2 separate regions of the Anolis sagrei genome follow, and region 2 is linked to region 1. Evidence: chromatin contacts called from public Hi-C data. All regions are on one chromosome and are shown on one strand. Each heading gives the region's core, a stretch centred on a gene start, on an enhancer-like site or on the middle of the called end of the contact. The rest is flanking DNA. Distances are from core to core; before and after follow the strand shown. Region 1 holds the start of COA5 (cytochrome c oxidase assembly factor 5). Region 2 holds the start of LIPT1 (lipoyltransferase 1).

The links. A called contact is a pair of places that touch in the nucleus more often than the background predicts.
Region 2: a Hi-C map of mixed tissue shows a contact between it and region 1, with 4 times the contacts expected there. The contact joins the promoter of LIPT1 here to the promoter of COA5 in region 1. A contact is called at or near these places in 2 of 2 Hi-C or Micro-C datasets (both in mixed tissue).

The regions. Positions count from the first base shown.
Region 1 is chr3:102,417,162-102,422,550 of rAnoSag1.mat, forward strand. COA5 (cytochrome c oxidase assembly factor 5) reads right to left here and starts at 2,521. Exons shown (of 3, transcript XM_060769786.2): 1 at 2,351-2,521. The coding sequence starts at 2,452. It overlaps UNC50 (unc-50 inner nuclear membrane RNA binding protein), which reads left to right and starts at 2,883. Exons shown (of 6, transcript XM_060769785.2): 1 at 2,883-3,081.
Region 2 is chr3:102,645,380-102,650,768 of rAnoSag1.mat, forward strand. LIPT1 (lipoyltransferase 1) reads left to right here and starts at 2,403. Exons shown (of 2, transcript XM_067466829.1): 1 at 2,403-2,549; 2 at 3,131-4,767. The coding sequence starts at 3,377. The coding sequence ends at 4,495.

The sequences.
Region 1 (5,389 bases), core at 1,271-3,770:
TGAATACATGGCTCTTCAATCATGTCTTTGAAAATGTTTAGTCCCTACTTGTCCTGCGTAGTAGTCACACATCCTGCAATTTATCCCATACCCTCTCTCCATTACTGCAGCTGGCACTTATTTTGTTCCTAATGTTTACAGCCTGACCATTTTTACAGCAATTTACTGCCATGGTTAGAGGACTGCAGTTTGATTGAGTCTGAGTTGATGTTTTATATGTACATGTGTTTTATTTTATTGTATTTTGTATTCCCACTCTTTGGGGAAACGGTGGCAAGATATAAGAATAAAGTTGTTGTTTTTGTTGTTATCCTCCAAAGCCTGTCTTAGTACTTAGATAAGTCAACATTGGTACAATATGCCATTCCACAAAGACAGTAGAGAAAGTGTTTTTTTAAGAAAAGAAAGTAATAAGGAAATGCTGTGCTACAATTTGGCAGCTGCAGTGAAGACACATAACAAACCACTGTAGCATACATCATCAGTGATTTTACTAGTACATTCAGAATGTTCCTGTCAAACAAGATTTGTAAATAATTGTTTTTACTGTTGTCTCCTATTTCACATGGTAAGCATACTTGTTTTAACAAATTCCAGCTAAATTATCTTTACCGAAATCTTAATTCTAATTCCGCTCATGAAATCATGTCTTCACCATCTGGGCAAATAAACGGCATGCATGCACACTGCTGTTTTTGTTGCTGCTGGATTTGTTGTTTTAGATTTTGTTAAATTTTCCAACGTTTGGGTAATCCTAACGTGACATGGTCTGGTACAGAAGGAGGCCAGTGAGGGTGACATCGACCTAGGTGGCAGCACTGTCTAACCTGATTACAAGATCTTCAAAACTTGTGCACTTAAGGCTCATTCAGGTTGCACCCACCAATCCTACCTATTTCTTCTTATCACCTAACCAGAGTGGTTTAGGGCATGACCACCCTACTTAAAAACAAAAAGCTCCTCAACTTGCCCATTTGTTCCAATAGTTTGAGACAATGCACCTTAAACTATGTAGGCACTGACAACTTCTCCCACAATGCTGTGATGGGAAACTGCACCGGGCAACACATGAAAAGTCCTGCCTCTTATTTTCTGTATCATGTTTCAGCAGAATTTTTATTCAAATATCCCTGTAATTAGATATAACAACAGAAATCTTTCTTTCAAAAGTCCAGTTTACATGCACTGAATCAATATAAGCTAAAAGTCTATGCTGTTTTATTTTCTGAACACTATAACAGCATGAGCTCCAGTCAGAGCTGATATTAATACCCAATTACAACACTGTGAACGCTCTGATCTACACTGCCATATAATACAGCTTCAACTTGCATTATATGACCGTGTAGCTGGGCTCTACATCTGCACACACTACCAGCATACACTACTGTCTCCAACAGGTCTGGGTTTTTTAAAATAATAACTGGTTTTTGTCAATTTTTCTTACATTTTTGGCTACAATATTGTGGCATGTTCTAGTACAGGACAAGGTGCATGGGGAGGGGACACCAAGAATTAATGCATCAGGTGACATCAATGAAGAGCTTTCCAACTGTGTGGTAGGACTTGTTAGTGCAGTGGTTCTCAACCTGTGGGTCCCCAGGTGTTTTGGCCTACAACTCTCAGAAATCCCAGCCAGTTTACCAGCTGTTAGGATTTCTGAGAGTTGAAGGCCAAAACATCTCGGGACCCACAGGTTGAGAACCACTGTGTTAGTTGTAGTGTGTAAGTTTGTCACGTGAACATAATAAGAAACCTGAGTCTATGTGAAATGAATGGTTTCCATGAGGTTTACAATTTATGTATGCGCCCGTACCTTTTATAAAGGGTTGGCTTAACCTCTGCTTTGCTTGTAAAACTGAATTGATGTGCCGCGAAATGGTGCAAGTCTAAAAAAAGGTGTGTCACCAACATAAAATGTTGGGAAAGCTCTTGTCTCACCTGACCACAAATTCCTACACAGCTTCAACATTTGTACACTTCAGGACTGTTTAGGTGAAACCTTAGTAGTCATGTATTTAATACTGTCACTTCATCTGGAGGGGCAATTACCCTACAGAAAAGGAAAGGCCCCCAGCTGCATAAGGCAATGGTTTGGGACTTCAAATCCCAGAAGCCCCTGCCAGATTGGACAACTGTCAGGAATTCTGGGAGCTGAAGTCCAAAACACCCAGAGGACCAGGCATCAGGGAAAGCATGTCAGGCTGCCTGGTGTGAGAAGTGGGATCGGCCTCCTATTTATCCCTCACTGGCTCCTTCCTCGCTTGCTTTTTTCCTAGAAGCGCCAAAAGGGCCTGAGGCTGTTAGGAATGCTGGGAGTTGGAGTCCAAAGGGGCGCCTGGGCCTCTACCTGGATGACGCAGCTGCTCTCGATCAGGCACGTGCGCAAGTCCTCGCGCACCCCCGAGCACGCGCGCCCGCCCTGCTCCTTCTCTTCGTAGTACTTGGGCATCGCGGCCGAGGAGCGACCCCCCGCCCTCTTCCTCCTCCCTCGGCTTCGGCCTTAGTTTGCGCATGCGCACGGAAGGCCACGCCCCTTTCCAGCCTAGGCCGCCTGTACCTGACTCGTAGAGCTATAAAATTAAAGACACACCCGTAATTTTACAGACTACGATCTCCTAGTATTTTTGGACTTCAACTCCCAGCATTCCTAACAGCCTCAGGCCTTTTCCTTTTCCCCCTCAGCCGCTTAAGCGGCTGAGGGGGAAAAGGAAAGGGCCTGAGGCTGTTAGGAATGCTGGGATTTGAAGTCCAAAACACCTGAGGGCATTGAGCCACGGCATCGCACTCCACAACGCAGGCGCACTCAAGGCCTGCTTGTCAAGACTACCCGTCACGCACCGCAGCGACAGGGAAAGTTCTCTCGCGCGACTGGCGGGCGCTTTGCGCCTGCGCTCTGCCGCCTTCTTCCCGGAAGACGCTGAAAGAGAAGGGAGAGGACAGCTGGTGTGAGTTGGCAGCGTTCGGAGGGACGCTCCCTTCTCCTTCGCGGGGCGCGCGGCTGCTTCCTAGGAGCCCTTCGAGCGCCCCCCACTGACAGAAAGGGGCGGGGCTTGGAGGCGGCGCGTGAGGGGCATAACGGTAGGCAGGCGCGCGAGTTCTTTCCTCGGGTTCTCAAGCAGCCCCCCCTCCCCACACGGGAGCACGGAGGCAGCTTGGCACCACTCGCACTGCCATGGCTCAAGGCTGGGAAATCATAAAAGAGCTGTCGTTTGGAGAGGCTACAACTCCCAGGCTGTGTTGTTTTGCCTCAACCCTCTTCCTCCTTAGATCAGTCCACTTCCACTTTTTTATTCCTTGTTGTTGTTGTTGTTAGTAGGTTAGACTAGAACTCTTTCCCTCCTGCTGTGTTTCCACAACATCTATTATGCTGGGAACCTGATCTCCTCTCCTTACAAAGGAACACTTGAAAGACATACAAAGGAAAGTTGGTTACCTGGTAAGAGTTAATAGAGCTATATGATGAGGCAGCCTGGAATCTCTAAATATGGATTGTTGTAAGTTTTTCGGGCTGTATGGCCATGTTCCAGAAGCATTCTCTCCTGATGTTTCGCCTGCATCTATGACAGGCATCCCCAGAGGTTGAAACTTCACAACCTCTGAGGATGCCTGCTATAGATGCAGGTGAAACGTCAAGAGAGAATGCTTCTGGAACATGGCTAAGCAGCCTGAAAAACTTACGACAACTCAGCGATTCCAGCCATGAAAGCCTTTGACAATATCTCTAAATGTTTTGCAGCATGATTAAAGCAGAATCTCAGTAAAAAGTAATGCATAGGCTGTAATGGAAGTATTGTATCTTCCTCCTTCCCTTGAGTAATAATAATAATAATTTATTTATTTGACTAGTCATATGACCATTTCAAAATACAACACACCTGCAGGAGGCCATAGCAACACCTCTTTGGCCCTGTTGCCTTACAACTCCTAGGCAGGATGCCTCCATGACCACACAACTTCGTGCTGAGAGTATTTCAACGGCCTAACTGCCCACCGCCAGCCATAGCAACACCTGCGCGGGGCCATAGCAACACCCCTTCGCTCCTGCTGCCTTACAGCTCCTGGACAGGACACCTCCATGGCCACATAACCTTGTGGCAGTACTTCAACGGCCTAGCAGCCTGGCCATAGCAACACCTATTGAATTACTCCTTTTGTCTTAATTGTACAGGGTTAGTCAAAATGAATAGGCCAATATATATGTATAATATATATATTATTGGCCTATTCATTTTGACTAACCCTGTATTACATCAAGACCAGAATGAAATCCAAAGAAAATAGCACACAAATCTGAAACAATTATATCTTGTAAGCTGCTCTGAATACCCTTCAGGGTGAGAAGCACAGCATATAAATGAAATAAATAAATAAATGACAAGGCAGCAGCTGACCTTCTATTTACAGTCAAAATCTTATTTTCCTGGTTCTTCTTTCAGGAAATGTGCCCTTTTCTTGATAGCTTTCAGAATACAAAGACTTATTCTGATTATGGTGGATCTTTCCTGTCCTTGCAAGAGGAATGTCAGAAGATCATTTCTGTTGGGGGACCTAAAGTTGGATAATATTGGATGAAAATACCTGTATCGCAGTTCAGTATATGCTGTACAGTCAATCAGGAAATGTTCAATATCTTCCACAGTTTGTTCTCCCCATACGCAGCATCTCTAACTTATTGGGATGTTACAGTAATGCCCAGTTTGCATCAAAATTCTGAGTTGTTCAAACCTAGCCCTAGTATATATTCTTCTTAATATAATATATTCTTGAGTTAAGAAGTGAATTCATTTATTAAGTTCTGGTTTGATGCTGCATCTCTGGCCCTTGCAGACAGGCCCTATATCCCAGGTTCTCTGTTTATCCCAGATTTTCTGGCAATGCGAACTCATATAATCCAGTTTAAAAAAGAAAACTTTAACCCAAGCCAACCCAAACTCTCCCTATGTGGTTTTATTGTGCCAAAATCAGCAAAACGTAGCAGCGAGTGCTACAGATCCTACAGTCTTTACAAGTAATATGTTAGATGTGCTTTTAATCTTTTTAAAAAAATGATGTAGGTGACTGTATTTTGATAATGAATGGGCTGAATGGAAACTGCATGCAGATTAAAATGTAATCTGAGTCCTACGCCACATGGGCAAGTCATGGCTTTGGAGTTGAAAACATAGTGGGCACACTTCTGCCTCATAAATGCAAAAATGGCCTTGCTGACCATAAAAAATTCCAGCATCCATATTATGGAGATATTTTGTTGTTGTTCATAGTTGCCAAGTCTGCTGTGAATGAGAGACCTCCAAGTCACTCTATCCTCAACAGCCCTGCTAAGTTCTTAAAGACTCGGGGCTATTTCCTTCTTAGTGGAGTCTTATTTCTATTGCAGTTTTCCTCT
Region 2 (5,389 bases), core at 1,153-3,652, 230 kb after region 1:
GTTGACTGATGTTCCATTAAAGGCAATAGAAACACGATTTTAATTTTCTGATGATCTTTCCAAAGCAACTGGATGAAGGGAGATGAAGAAATATGCCTCAAGGTTTTCTGCATCCTGTATACATATTAGCAGAGGGAATTTGTATCTAGGAGACTTGCTTGGCAAGCTGCTGCCAGAGCCAACCCATTGGGGGATTTGGCATCAGTAGCACCAGCCTTTTCAAAAGGAAGAGCCATTAATACTTTGAGCATGTTGACCATCACACCATGAAAAGTTTTGCATTCTAGATGGTTATCTCTGACGGGTTAGTAAGTAACAACCCACTTACTAACCTGACGGGTTAGTAAGTGGCTGTATAGTATTTATGTTAGATATGTTTGATTATGGAATTCAAAGTATAGTTGGACCACAGCATAACATCAAGGGATATTATGCCTCAATACTATGACAATTTTATTTTTTGTTATAACACCATTACCAATATTTTCTAAATTAACTCAAATTTAATGTAGTTTCTTATACAAAGTGGTGAGGTATGTGTTGATATGAAATATTTAATAGCATTGATTTTATACATACCATATATGATTTTATACATACCATATATATGGACAATGTTCAAAAATAGAATTCTGGAAGGTTTCGAGAAATAAAAACTTGTGGTTGTGATTTACAAAGATAAAAGCTTTATTACGACATATACATAGGTGATATATACATAAATTGAGTTAAATAGGTTGCATATGATAATGACGACATAAATAAAGTAAGAGAAATAAACAAATGGTAGGTTATTGTAGGTCTTTTCAGGCTATATGGCCATGGTCTAGAGGCATTCTCTCCTGACGTTTCGCCTGCATCAAATGGTAATTGTTTATGTAAATGCAATAAGTTGGCAACAGTGACTGCCAAGGGTATTACTTATGTATAGCCAATGCACTTTAACTGTAATAAAGAGCATTATTTTTCATCAATTTCTAATATTACTTCCAGCAGTAAATTAAATTAAATCAAGCATTCTAATAGTTTTTTTTCCCACACGTAGGGTAAAAAGGACAGTCTTATAGGACATCTTCATTTACTTGGCATTTCAAGATAGCGTGGTCGTTTCCTGTATATGCACGCTAACTACATAATCGGAAAATGCTGCAGTAAAACGAATACTCTAATAATTATAATTCAAAATGACACAAATCCTGGAAAATCGGCAATAAATGATCATTTCCCCCCAAAAAACGAGGAAATATGTCTAGGACCTATGACGAACTTTTTCCAAGTTACAGGGAAAAAAATACCACAGAGGATTCAAAATAATGCAGACACTCGGCGAGAAGATATCAGCAATAATGCCCAGGGTTTACAGAACATAAAGGAAATGATAGTTTGGAAGTTATTTATATTTCCTGATGTTACAAAGGTTCAAGGATATTCTGCTAAAATGTGTAATATATGACATGATACTTTATGTATATATGTTAATTGGAAAAGTTAGCCAAAATAATAAAAGAGTTAAATTAAATGACTCAAGTCTTGTTTTCAATACCCTGTTGAATTTTTCATCATAAAGATATTTACATTTAATGGTATGAGCAAATCGTATTAGAAAATTATTTATTTCCTTTGAAAATGAAGAATGTGATTGGGTTGCTTTGAGTTTTTCGGGCTGCTTGGCCATGTTCCAGTACCATTCTATCCTGCTGTTTTACCCATATCTATGGCAAGCATCCTCAGAGGTTTGTTCAGAAGTGTGTTGGAAATGAGGCAAGTGTGGTGTATGTATATCTGGAATGTCCAAGGTGGGAAAAAGAACTCGTCGTCTTGAGCCAAGTGTGAATATTGCAATTGGCCACTTTGGTTAGCATTGAATGGCCTTGTCGCTTCAAAGCCTGGCTGCTTCCTGCTTGGAGGAATCCTTCGTTGGGAGGTGTTAGCTGGCCCTGGTTGAGTCTTGTCTGGGATTCTGTTTTATTTTATTATCATTATTAAGTGTTCCTCTATTTACTGTCCTGATTTTTAGTTTTTTAAATACTGGTAGCCACATTTTGTTTATTTTCATATCTCCCTCCTTTCTGTTGAGATTGTCCATATGCTTGTGGATTTCAATGGCTTCCCTGTGTAGTCTGACATAATTTTAGGAACATTAAAGCACTTTTTCCACTGCACAAAATAGTTCAAGGTTTGTTTAAGATAAAACGCCACGAAATATAACCTACATTTTGAGAAGTGCGATCTCAACAGAGGAGAGAGCAGCAGAGATGCGCAAACTATTCAAAAAATCCCGGCTTTACCTCCTTTCCTTCGGGCCAAGCTCACTTCCCGCATGAAGAAATAGCAAAGATGGCCGGAAGTTCCCTACCTGATGTACGCCTCTTTTCTATTTCGTATCTCTACATGCAAATGGATCGGTCCGACTTCCTGGTGCTGCGGGCGCTCGGGTCTTTCCGGAAACTTTCGGCTGCGCTGCCGAAGAGCCGAGTCCCGGTTCAGAGAGCCACAAAGAGAAGGAGAAGGTGGATCGCTCCCTTCCCGAACTGAGCGCCCCTGAGAGGGTAATTTGGGTCGCCTACCACTTTAAGGACTCGCTGCCCAGGTAGCAGTGCCTTCAGGACTGGGTTCGGATTCTGCCTTGAGGCTGCAGCCCTGGCCATGCTTATATCCTGAGATTATCAAGTGTGTGTAGTATTCTCCACTATGGAACTGAATGACGATATCAAGGGAGGAAGCTTAGATGAGGAGCCCAAAAGATGTTGATCTTCTGATACTGTTGCATTCTAGCAAAAAGGGATGTTGGGCCAGTTGGTTCTGAAACCAAGGTTGCTGCAACCATGGGAGGCACATGAAGGATGAAAGTTTTCCTCAATTTCTGAGTTTACACAAACCAGTTAGTGTTGTAGGTAAAGCCCCTTAGGAGGCAGTGATAGGCTAATAATATAAAATATTGTATATACATATAATATTGATAATAACATTATAATGTAATTCAATATAATGCTACTAATAATACAATATAATAATTGTATATTATATATTGCATGTAATATTTCTAATAATACTGCAGTGTAGTGGTATAGCATTAATTGAATTAACTATTTATAAATAAATAATAAATACTCTGTGTTCTTCTCCTTAGGTTACCACTGATGCACACAAAAGAAATAAGTAATTTCCTTCATTCCTCCAGTGTTTAATATTCCATTGTCTACTCATCAGGAAAAAGAGAAATTGTACAAAATCATCCAGTTGACAAGATTGTTTCCTGTGCTTTTTGAAAAGGATGACACTGGAACTATGGTTTGAAAAGATACATTTTTATTAGAGGAACAGACTATGCAAAAGTGCCAATTTTTGAAAATTGATCATTGGATTTCCCTGAAACATGATCCTTCAGTTATCTCTGAAGAAGTGCTTCCCATTATACCATGTTTTCAAAGTCCCAAATGCTGGTTTCCAGCACGCATCAAGGGGAGGGCTGGTCCTACAGTCTGTTTCCCAGGACATTTATGAGAATTTGGCTTTAGAGGACTGGATCCATGATAATATGGATTTAGAGAACAGACAGGTTCTTTTCCTGTGGAGGAATTCTTCTACGGTGGTGATTGGCAGGCACCAGAATCCCTGGCAGGAATGTAATCTCAAATTCATGAGGCAGAAAGGCATAAAACTCGCTCGAAGGAGAAGTGGGGGAGGCACCGTTTACCACGATCCTGGCAATATCAACCTCACTTTCTTTACCAATCGGAAAAAATATGAAAGAATGGAAAATTTGAAATTAGTTGTTAAAGCTTTAAAAGCCCTTCGACCCCAATTAGATGTGAAGGCGACTGAAAGATACGATCTCTTGTTAAATGGGATTTTTAAGATTTCAGGAACAGCTGCAAAATTAGGGAGAGCTGCCGCTTATCACCATTGCACTTTGCTATGTAGCGTGGATTCATTTGTTTTATCAACCGTGCTAAAGAGTCCCTACAATGGGATCAAAAGCAACGCCACTCCAAGTGTGCCTGCCTTAGTGAAGAACCTCTTTGAAGAAGACCCAACGTTAAACTGTGAGATGCTCGTGGATGCCATTGCTGAAGAATATGCTTCACGCCATCAAAGCAATAACCATATAATTCTTATAAATCCATCTGATGAAACAGAATTTCATGGGATTAAGGACAAAGCAAGAGAACTTCAAGCTTGGGATTGGTTGTATGGCAAAACACCAAAGTTCAGTATTAGTACATCTTTTAACATAGTACACGAACAATCTAGTGTTGAAATTAAGATAAATATGGAGATCAAAAATGGCAAAATTGAAACTTGCCATATTGACGTGCCTCAGTTTTGGCTACCACCAACCATGTGTGATGAACTCAATGATTATCTTATTGGCAGCAAATTCTGTCCCAGCGAAACCTCTGCAGTGACAACAGCTTTGCTGAGAACATGTACAGATTACAAATTACACAACAAGTGGAATATGCTATGTGAGAAGTTAGTTGCTATAATGTAACAATATGTGACAAAGTTTGGTCCTTGATCGTTAAGGTGGTCCAGCACAAGATTGTTCCAGCGTATGGTTTTCCTGACTTGACTGAACATAAGAGATCTAATTATTATATTGAAATAATAAATTGTTTTTAAAATGTAAAATCGGAACATAAGGTAAACTCTTGTTAAAAGAAGTGAACAATAGGAACTGTTGACATGTCTTAGCTGTGTTGTTGAGTGCCTTCCAAGACATTTACAACTTATGGTGGCCATAAAGTGAACTTATCAAGAGCATATTATTGTCACGATTTCTTCAGGAGTGCCTTTGTTTTCTTCTGAGGCTGAGAGAGTAAAACCTACCTTAGTCACCAGGTGGGTTTCCATGATCAAGCTGGGATTCAAACCTTGGCCTGCAAAGTCATAGTCCATGGCTTTAACCCAGTGGTTCCCAACCTTTTTCTGACCAGGGACCATTCTCCAACATTAGTACCAAAAGGGTTACGAATCAGTTTTTGGTCAACTTTAGATTCGGTTTGGTTATTTGGAGAGCTAATTCAGAAAATTTCATTGGATAAACCACATCAGCTTTAGTTTCTGATACAGAACATATACCATCCAGTAGTTGCCATCTGCTCACCCACAGAAAACTATATTTAATAATCTAGAGCTGATGTGGTCTATCCAATGCAATTTTCTGAATCAGCACCCCAAATAGCCCCAGGAACAGGCCTAAAAACAAAGACACCAAAGTGCCCCCACTTCCAGGTGCCACGTGGAACAGCTCCACTCGAGGAGAGAGAAGCACGAGAAGCAGCAGTCAAGAGGCTTGTTGTTGTGCCTTTCGTGGGTAGTCACCCTCTCTCCTCCCAACATCCCTGTTGCCGCAGCATTATAAGAGGGTTTTGCGAGACCAGTC